Linked DNA regions of Mus musculus: regions 1 and 3 are each linked to region 2. A link is a contact called in public Hi-C data. All regions are on one chromosome and are shown on one strand. Each heading gives the region's core, a stretch centred on a gene start, on an enhancer-like site or on the middle of the called end of the contact. The rest is flanking DNA. Distances are from core to core; before and after follow the strand shown.

Evidence for each region. Hi-C and Micro-C count contacts between places; a contact is called where the count stands out from the background.
Region 1: a Hi-C map of bone marrow-derived macrophages shows a contact between it and region 2, with 37 read pairs. The contact joins two enhancer-like sites. A contact is called at or near these places in 9 of 484 Hi-C or Micro-C datasets (bone marrow-derived macrophages, embryonic stem cells, morula and 1 more), 6 of 115 datasets of contacts at active chromatin or transcription factors (differentiating embryonic stem cells, embryonic basal ganglia, embryonic stem cells and 1 more) and 1 of 9 other capture datasets (bone marrow-derived macrophages).
Region 3: a Hi-C map of bone marrow-derived macrophages shows a contact between it and region 2, with 36 read pairs. The contact joins two enhancer-like sites. A contact is called at or near these places in 4 of 484 Hi-C or Micro-C datasets (bone marrow-derived macrophages, embryonic stem cells, epidermal suprabasal cells and 1 more) and 4 of 115 datasets of contacts at active chromatin or transcription factors (SST interneurons, differentiating embryonic stem cells, embryonic basal ganglia and 1 more).

Annotation. Positions count from the first base shown.
Region 1 is chr2:166,188,710-166,191,409 of GRCm38.p6, reverse strand. No RefSeq gene overlaps it. Among named protein-coding and RNA genes, the nearest start is that of Gm30536, 4.4 kb to the left of the region's middle. Within about 2 kb of position 1,264, at least 7 of the 459 cell types and tissues checked have an H3K27ac peak or open chromatin away from gene starts, as enhancers often do. A contact at or near this core is called in bone marrow-derived macrophages, where this site is marked.
Region 2 is chr2:166,356,655-166,359,354 of GRCm38.p6, reverse strand. No RefSeq gene overlaps it. Among named protein-coding and RNA genes, the nearest start is that of Gm14268, 32 kb to the left of the region's middle. Within about 2 kb of position 1,309, at least 55 of the 459 cell types and tissues checked have an H3K27ac peak or open chromatin away from gene starts, as enhancers often do. A contact at or near this core is called in bone marrow-derived macrophages, where this site is marked.
Region 3 is chr2:166,126,029-166,128,728 of GRCm38.p6, reverse strand. The region is part of intron 2 of Sulf2 (sulfatase 2); the gene reads left to right. Among named protein-coding and RNA genes, the nearest start is that of Gm52534, 7.2 kb to the right of the region's middle. Within about 2 kb of position 1,433, at least 15 of the 459 cell types and tissues checked have an H3K27ac peak or open chromatin away from gene starts, as enhancers often do. A contact at or near this core is called in bone marrow-derived macrophages, where this site is marked.

The DNA.
Region 1 (2,700 bases), core at 15-2,514, 170 kb after region 2:
GTGAGCAGATGTGTTCACGTACACATGCACACAAGGAGGCCAGAGGTCTGTCTGAGTGTCTTCTTCTGTCATTGTCCACATTATAGAGACAGGGGTCCTTCACTGAGCCTGAAGCTCACTGTTTGGGCTAGATGGTCCCACCAGCGAGGCTCTGGGCTCTGCCTGTCTCTGCCTCTCCAGTGCCAGGACCACAGGCTCACATGGTCAAGGCCAGCCTTGACCAAACTCAGGTCCACTCAGGTCCACACACTTACACAGCAAACGCTTTACCCACTGGGCCGTCTCCACAGCCCTTTGATTGAAGCCTTCGAGACTCTGACCTGGGGGCCTGGCTAAATCAGACCTCTCGTCCTGATCCACAGGCACCACACATGCCAAGTTCACGGTAATTTATTGTGCAGCCAAGGAAAACTGAAGCAGCCTGCCAGGTGACAGGTCCCCTGCGGGCTCTGGGGAAACCACACTGGGCAGTCTAGACCTGCCTGCCTCTAACCTGCTGGGGCCTCTGGTCAGTCCGAAACACGGGACAAGTACATGCAAGAAATTCACTCAGCCACCAAGCTACTTATTTAAATGCCTTGAAAAGAATGAACAGGAGCTGACGCAGAGAGAAACTGACTGAAGAGCAGCCTTGCTACAAAAGCTGGGGGGCTGTCAGAAAAGGCCCATCTGAGGGGATACTTTGAAACTGAGACGACAGCACCCTTAAGGATAAGAAGGTATTGGCTATCTTAGATATGAAGGAGAAGCAATCTCAGCTAGGGAGACACATGTGCTAAGTCCCGGAGATATGAAACACTTCTCACTAAACACAGCTCCTGGTTATCTGCTGACGTAGCTGGCATGGTCATGGAGTAATACCACAGCTTTCCTGCACCAAACCGATGCTACGTTATGTCCACTCAAAATACCTCCCTCCTTGTGGTCCCCAGCACAGCTCCGGTGGTCTACTGTGTGGTGGGAAGGCTCTGCAGATGTGACCCTGCCCCCCCGGCTGGAGTCTTGGAGCACACAAAAACAAACTGGGGCACAGACACTCATGACAGCTGGGCTGTCTGTTTTCCTTTCCGACCCTTTTAAAATATATGTATTTGTTTTTACAGTTGCCTGCTATTTTGGCAGTGAGCGGTGATTTGCCATTAATGTTAGTGACATAATGCTGCTTTTAAAAATAAGCTTTATGGGAAGTTAATTGCAGACAGTGGAAGTCAGCGACTTTAAGTGAGCGTTTTGATGAGTTTTGACAAGTGTAGGAAACCTCATAACCACTGTGACAGTCACCATCTAAAAGACGACATCACCAGAGAAAACACAATCCCCTCCTGCCCGTCTTCCCGGCCCCTGCAAACCACTATCTGTCAGCGTGGCTTGAATTGTGAATGTTCTAGGATCACACGCAAGTGTAGCGGTTACACTGTGTCTGGCTTCTTCACTTAGCATAATACTCTTGGGATCTGTGCACAATGATGTCCTCAGCAACCTTATCCTTTTGTCGCAGTTGGCAGCCTCGTTCTCGGTGACTATCCATTCTCCGTGTTGATGGGCATCGTCATGGCTCGAGCTGAGCCTACCCTGAATGAGGCTGTTTTACTCTTCTGGAGGTTGCCAGGTCCAACAGTAAGTTCAGTCAGCTTTCTCCCATCCAAGGACTACCCAGGCCGACCCTGCTTAGCTTCTGAGATCAGGAGCATTTGGGTTGGTACGGCTATAGACTAAGGGCTTAGCCCCCAAAGGCTGAAACTGTTGGCTCATAATGTTGGTGCGCCTTGAAGAACCGCCATGATACAAGGTGTCTTCGGGTACACAGAAAACCTCTGATGTTTGTGTCGCTCTTGAAGGTCGTCTGTCACATGGTGGCTTTGCCTGAGTCTCTATGACTCAGTGGCCACACACATCTCTGAAATTTCTGATCAATGTTTTCACTCTTTACCAGTTGGGTTATCTCCTCAACATTGGATGGGTCCCTTGGAGCTCTGCCATCTGAGGCGTTGCCCACGGTCACATTAGTTAACATGGGACAAGGGACTTCATAGATGTAACTGAGACTGACAACCGGCTAGCCTCACTGTTTCAGTCCGTCCCACCATCCCACAAGCCCTCACAAGCCGACAGAGGAGTGCACAGACACTTGAGGTCTGAGGGGATCCCACACACGTGAGACGCTAGAAGATGGAGAACACGGGGTGGGGGGGCACAGAGCGAAGGCTTCCACCATCAACCAGAGACTTTAAAAGATGAGTGGAATGAGACCACCTTTGTGTCAAGACAAAGCAGTAAGGACGTTTTTAAAACTATCAATCAATAAGGTGAACACAAAGCCAAGCCAAAGCTCGAGAGATGGCTCAGCAGTTAAGGGCACTCACTGCTCTATCAGGAGACAGGAGTCCAGAGTTCCAGGACCCACATCAAGTGGCTTACCAAAGCCTGTCACTCCAGCTTCAAGGAATCTGAGGCTCACTTCTGGCCTCTGTAGGTAGACCTATATACACATGTGCACACATGCACACATACACACACACTCACACACAGATGCATACACACACACTGAAGTATATAGTTGGGGCAAGAGTTCCATAGAGCTTGGGAGATGGCTCAGCGTTTGAAAGTGCTTGGGATGAAAGCATGAAGGCCAGACTCCTGATCCCCAGAAACCCACAGAAATGGGAACAACCGGTGGCCCTATAACTGCAGCCTCTGAAG
Region 2 (2,700 bases), core at 60-2,559:
CCAAGGACAGCTTTGTAGAGTAGCCAGTGTGCCCTAGGACTAAACCTAGGAATGGCTCCAGGAACTACCTGTGTTAGCTATGTTTCAAGGGCTTTACAACAGTAGCTCATTAACTACTATGACATCCCATGGAGCGAATGTCATTACCCATGCTCCACACCTCAGGACTCAGAGGCTCAGGGAAGCTGGTACCCGTGAAGGTACAGTTAGAAAGAGGAACAGCTGACATGTGACTTCCAGGTCAGCTTTCCCTGTCATCTGAGTCCCTGCCTCCGGTAGACAGGAGACATGGCCAGGTGGAAGCTGTCTCCATTCCTGCCCTGGGAGGCTCCTGGGCAGCACCTCTGCTAAGGATGAGACAGCTCTGTGTGAGTAACTAGTGCCAGGGAAGGACCGGAGCAGCCAGAGTCTCATACACTGCGGTGGCCTGTGGCTTCTGGGCTGGCCCTGTGAATGTGGTTGGTCTAATGATGTTGAAGGTTCAGAAACCCTTGGCCCATATTTCTTGGTATGTCCTCTGCTTCCCATACTTCAATGTATTCGTGGGAAGTGGTGTCCTGGGGTCAGCTCTAGGTATAATCTGTATTGTGGGGGGTGGGGGAGGCTGGTGCTGGGTAAATGGGAGTAGGGTAGACCAGAGGAGAGTCCCTGGATTCTGGACACCCCTTCTTTATTCCACAGTAGGACATAAAGGCCTGAGCTGGAAGCATCTTCAAAACAACATGCATCCTCCTTGTGTGGTCATCTGTCTCTGTTGCCTGAGGGGGGCTGTGGGAGGACTTTCTGGAGGAGGCTGCTGGGAGTTTGTTCTAGAAGCATCCATTATTGGACTTGAGGGGAGATGGAAGCTGTGTGACAGGCATCCCACGTGCCTGGAAGGGAGTGAGGAGAGAGGATGCCAGGCCTGCGGCACACATCTGACCTGCAGAAACCCAGGCTGCTGTAGCACATCACCACTGCAGGTGGCTTCCAGAGCAGACTAGAGACTTAACTGCAGAAGGGGTGCTGCACCCTCAGCCCCTGCAGAAGCCAGCCAGGAGGAGCTCAGCCCTGCCGAATGTGACTTGGAACCCGCACCTCCTGAAGGAGGCTTTACCACAGGAAAAACTCCGTGGGAGATTGGCTTTGAGTGTGTGATCTCTGTAGAGGGAGCCAGAAGTGTGGATCTGCACTCTGAAACTCAAAACTGGACCCAGCCAACATGAAGCTGACGTGGCTGCTGTGTGGGCATCACCACGTAGCCACAGACTCTGCCAGCCAGGGTTACACAGCATCCTCTCACAGCAGGCCTGACTTGATGCCCAGGGCTACTCATCAGGGTGGAACTCATGGTAGATGTCAGAACGGGAAGTGTGCATGGGGGTGGGGTGGCCTGGCTCGTCCTAGAGTGCATTTACTTTTGCACAGCCTCACGGCACAGAGCCTGGCTGTCATCTGGAACCACGTGTGAAGTGCTTCCAGGCCTCCAAGCACAAGAGCCTGAAGCTGCTTCCAGCCACGGCTGTGACCTGGATGGACCTGGAGAGAGAAGCTGTGTCCCCTCAGCCCAGGACCTTGGCGCAGTCCCACCGTACCCTACCCAAGCAGTCACTGTGTTGGTTCCCACCAAGGGATCTGCACTTTGACCTCACGGAGAGACACACCCACCTAGCCAGCCTCCCCAGGAACAGGACAAGGAGCTAGGCTGTTGTCCAGGAGACTTTTCTGACAGAAATCTCAGTGATTTGGAGGGATAACTGCTAGTGGTGGAGTGGAAGGAGGGTGTGAGGAGCAAGCCAGGACTCTGAGCCTGTGACTGATGCCTGCCTCCCTCATCTGATGATATTCTCTGGGACAGTGGAGGTCGAATTGGGGGTGGGGGGGTGAAAGTAGACATTTCAGGGGGCTGAGGCGTCTGGCATCCAGTGTCAAGTGGAGACAATAAGTGAGTTTCCATTAATGCTGGGCAAGCCAGTATTTCAAAGGAATAGAGCATGTTGGGCCACTGACAAGAGGTGTCCAGAGTAAGGGACAGGGGAAAGAGCCCCAAGAGTCTTCTGGGGCCTCTAAGGTGGCCATATGAGAGGAGAGGCAGGGGCTGGAGAGATGGCTCAGCGGCTAAGAGCACACTGACTGTTCTTCCAGAGGTCCTGAGTTCAATTCCCAGCAACCACATGTGGCTCACAACCATCTGTAATGGGATCTGATGCCCTCTTCTGGTGTGTCTGAAGACAGCTACAGTGTACTCATATACAATAAACAAACAAACAAACAAATAAATAATTTTTAATGAAAAAGAGAAAGAGAAGAGAGGAGAGGAGGGGAGAGGAGAGGAGAGGAGAGGAGAGGAGAGGAGAGGAGAGGAGAGGAGAGGAGAGGAGAGGAGAGGAGAGGAGAGGAGAGGCAGGTATCATGATCATGGAGTCTAAGGCAGCACCATTCTCAGGTTTGTGCGTGGGAATGCTGCAGTGACCATGACCATGACCATGACCCTGACAGCTAGCATTACGGAGAACACTGTCTAAACGCAGCTTCACGCTATTGGAATAGGCATCTAACTTTTATTTTATTTTGCCCACAAAGGGCACCAGCGAGCCAAGGAACCAAGCCATCTATCTAACAAGGCAGAGCTCACAGCGACAGGGCCGGGTAGCCTTGTGGTCTGCGTGGGTTCCGCCCATCTCAGGGAGTCCTTGATGGTCGATCAGTTAAGGCAGCCAT
Region 3 (2,700 bases), core at 184-2,683, 230 kb after region 2:
ATCAGCTATGACAGCTCATGAATGAACCCAGGCATGGTTGTATATGTCTGTCACCCCAGCACTCAGGAGGTAGAGGCAAGAGGATCACAAGTTCCAGGCCAACCTGGAAGATAATGAGACTGTCTCAAAAAGAAAACAAAATCAGACAAGCATAGGTCTCGCCTCTCCTGGTTACAAGTGACTTCTTGTAACTCAGCCCAAGCAATGCTGGATGAACTGGAACCAGCAACTTACTGGGGATTGAAATGAGAAGTTCAAGCGTACTTGGAGTTTCAGGTGCGTTTAGATCCTTCTGCTCACCGGGGACCAAGCCCGAGTCCGCATCCGACCAAGAGGCACCATCCCAGCTTCCGTGTGTCTCGCCGTCCCCGGGTCTGTCTCTCTGTCTCTCCATCCTCGCTTCAGGCCGGGGCCCAGCCCGAGAGACATTGGCCCGGCCCGTGCATCCTCCCTGCCTACCCCGCTGTCTCTGTCTCCCTCCCTCTGTCCCAAGGCCTCCTCCAGATGTCACCGGTCTCTGTGTGACCTCATCTCTACCTTCTTCCAAGCTGGCTCTGCCTTCAGACAGCTTGCTAAGCACTTCTGTATAAAGGCCAGTGCAGCCAGCAGGGCCATTAGACAGCCCAGAAATCTCTAGCCTGGGATTGAGGTGAGCTGGGCAGGTTTCCCTCAAGGGAAACTGGACATTGGCTCTGGAGGACACAAGCAGCCGGGACTGTTAAGTTAGGGGGTGTTCAGCGTTTCCCCACACATCTGCTGCAGGATGATGAACCATGCGACCCTCACTTGCTCCGTCATCCTCATTCACTGAGCACTTGTTCTTAGAGAAGGGTAACTAGCAACAAAGTAACAAACTAGACAGAATCTTGACTGATGTGCAAAGAGCAACAAAGTAACAGAATCTTTACTGCAGCGCTGGGCGTCTAGCACAGCTGTGTGTCAATAACCAAGACAAAACACACAAACTAAAAGCTGGGCAGTGGCGGTCCACACCTGTAATCCCAGCACTTGCAGACGGAGGCAGGAAGATCTCTGCGTTCCGAGATAGCCTGGGCTACAGAGTCACTTCTAGGACCGCCTGAGCTACACAGAGAAACCCTGTCTCGGAAAATCAAAACAAGAAGAAGGAGGAGGAGGAGAGGAAAAAAAAAACTGCATATGACAGGGAAGGTGGTGAGAAAGGATCAGAAGTCAAGCAAAGAGGGAAGGGAGTTGTGGGGGTGGGGAGGTCGTGTGAAACTTTATCCATAATGATCTCATTGATAAAGGGGACACAGGATCAAGAAAGGCCAGGGAACTTATTAACAGGAATTCTAGGAAGCACATTCAAGCAGCAGTAATAGTTGGTGCAAAGGGCCAGAGGCATGCAGGCTGACAGAGTGGCAGCACTGTGACCCAGGGCACAGAAAATGGGAAGTCTGAGGCGTGCTGATGGTGATGTTCATCATGTGAGGGCTTGAGGCTGAACCAGGGAGAGGACTTGACTTTCTGGGGAGGGTGGATGTCAGGCATACATGGGTCAGAGAAGGGAAACAGTCTGACTTCCATTTCACTAGGTGGAGAAGAGGCTGACTGTACAGTGAGGCAGGTGCGGAGTCTACAGCTGTCCAGGCACAAGAGGAGCCCAGCCAGTGCTCTATTGCAGTGGTGCAGGCTCAGAGGCAAAGCTGGAAAGATGGGCAGATAGGTCACAAGTAAGACCTGTGGAGAACATCTCCAGGGACTGCAAAGCTGTGGGGGAAAGGTGATGGGGTTGCTCAGTGCCCCCAAGGGAGGAGCCACTCCACAGACAGCCATGGTGGAGTCTGAAGCTGAGGGTGAGCCTTGATTTCTGAGGTTCAGGCATGTAGTGGGGACAGTGGGACAAGGTACAGCTCCTAGGCTTTGTGCACCTTACTGGGTACACTTACTGGACACTGAGGCCTTCAGGACCCCAGCTCTGACGTCCACATCCTGCGCAAAGCAGACCCGGGAAAGGAGAACCCGGCAGCCCCATTTTCCACGTTCCATCTGGCAGATGAGGAGACTACACTCCCCTGCTGACCGGTAACCAAGGGATGGGTTGGAAACCCTCGGCTCTCACGGGGGCCAGATGGCAGGCAGCTAGGGAGATGCACCCAGATTCCAGGCAGCAGTTCAGGGCAGCTTCATCCACCGACATCCATTCTGAACATTCCAGCTGCCACTCACCAGCGAAATGAAGGCGTGTGGATGCAGGTTATCTCAGGAGTGGCCCATCCTGGGTTCAAACTGCCAAGTGCATTCCTGCGAGGGTTTTCTAGTTTTATTCGTCGACAAGGGTGTTGAGGGGCAGGTTCGTCTGAATTCTAGAAAGTGTGTCAGAATTAGGCTTGGCTGCTTGGGAAAATGAAACCTAGCATTGCTTCTTCGACACATAAAAATGTCTGGGGCCGGTGGTCCAGAATTGGAGTGGTAGTGTCAAGATGTCTCTAGCTTTCTACTCTGTCATCCCTTCTGTGTCACATCTGTCCTCGAGGCCACCTTGTGCTTCAGAACTGCCACGTACTTGGCAACAGGAAGCAAAGGTCAAAGGGCAAAAAAGGGATAAAACAGTAAATGAAGAGCAGCCCCTGAGGACCACGCCCCAGCAGTCACGTGGGATGTGGGCATTCTTACATAGTCACGTGATCTTGGGTTTGGCCAAGTCACAGAGGGTTTAGCGTCTTTGCTAGGGGTGAA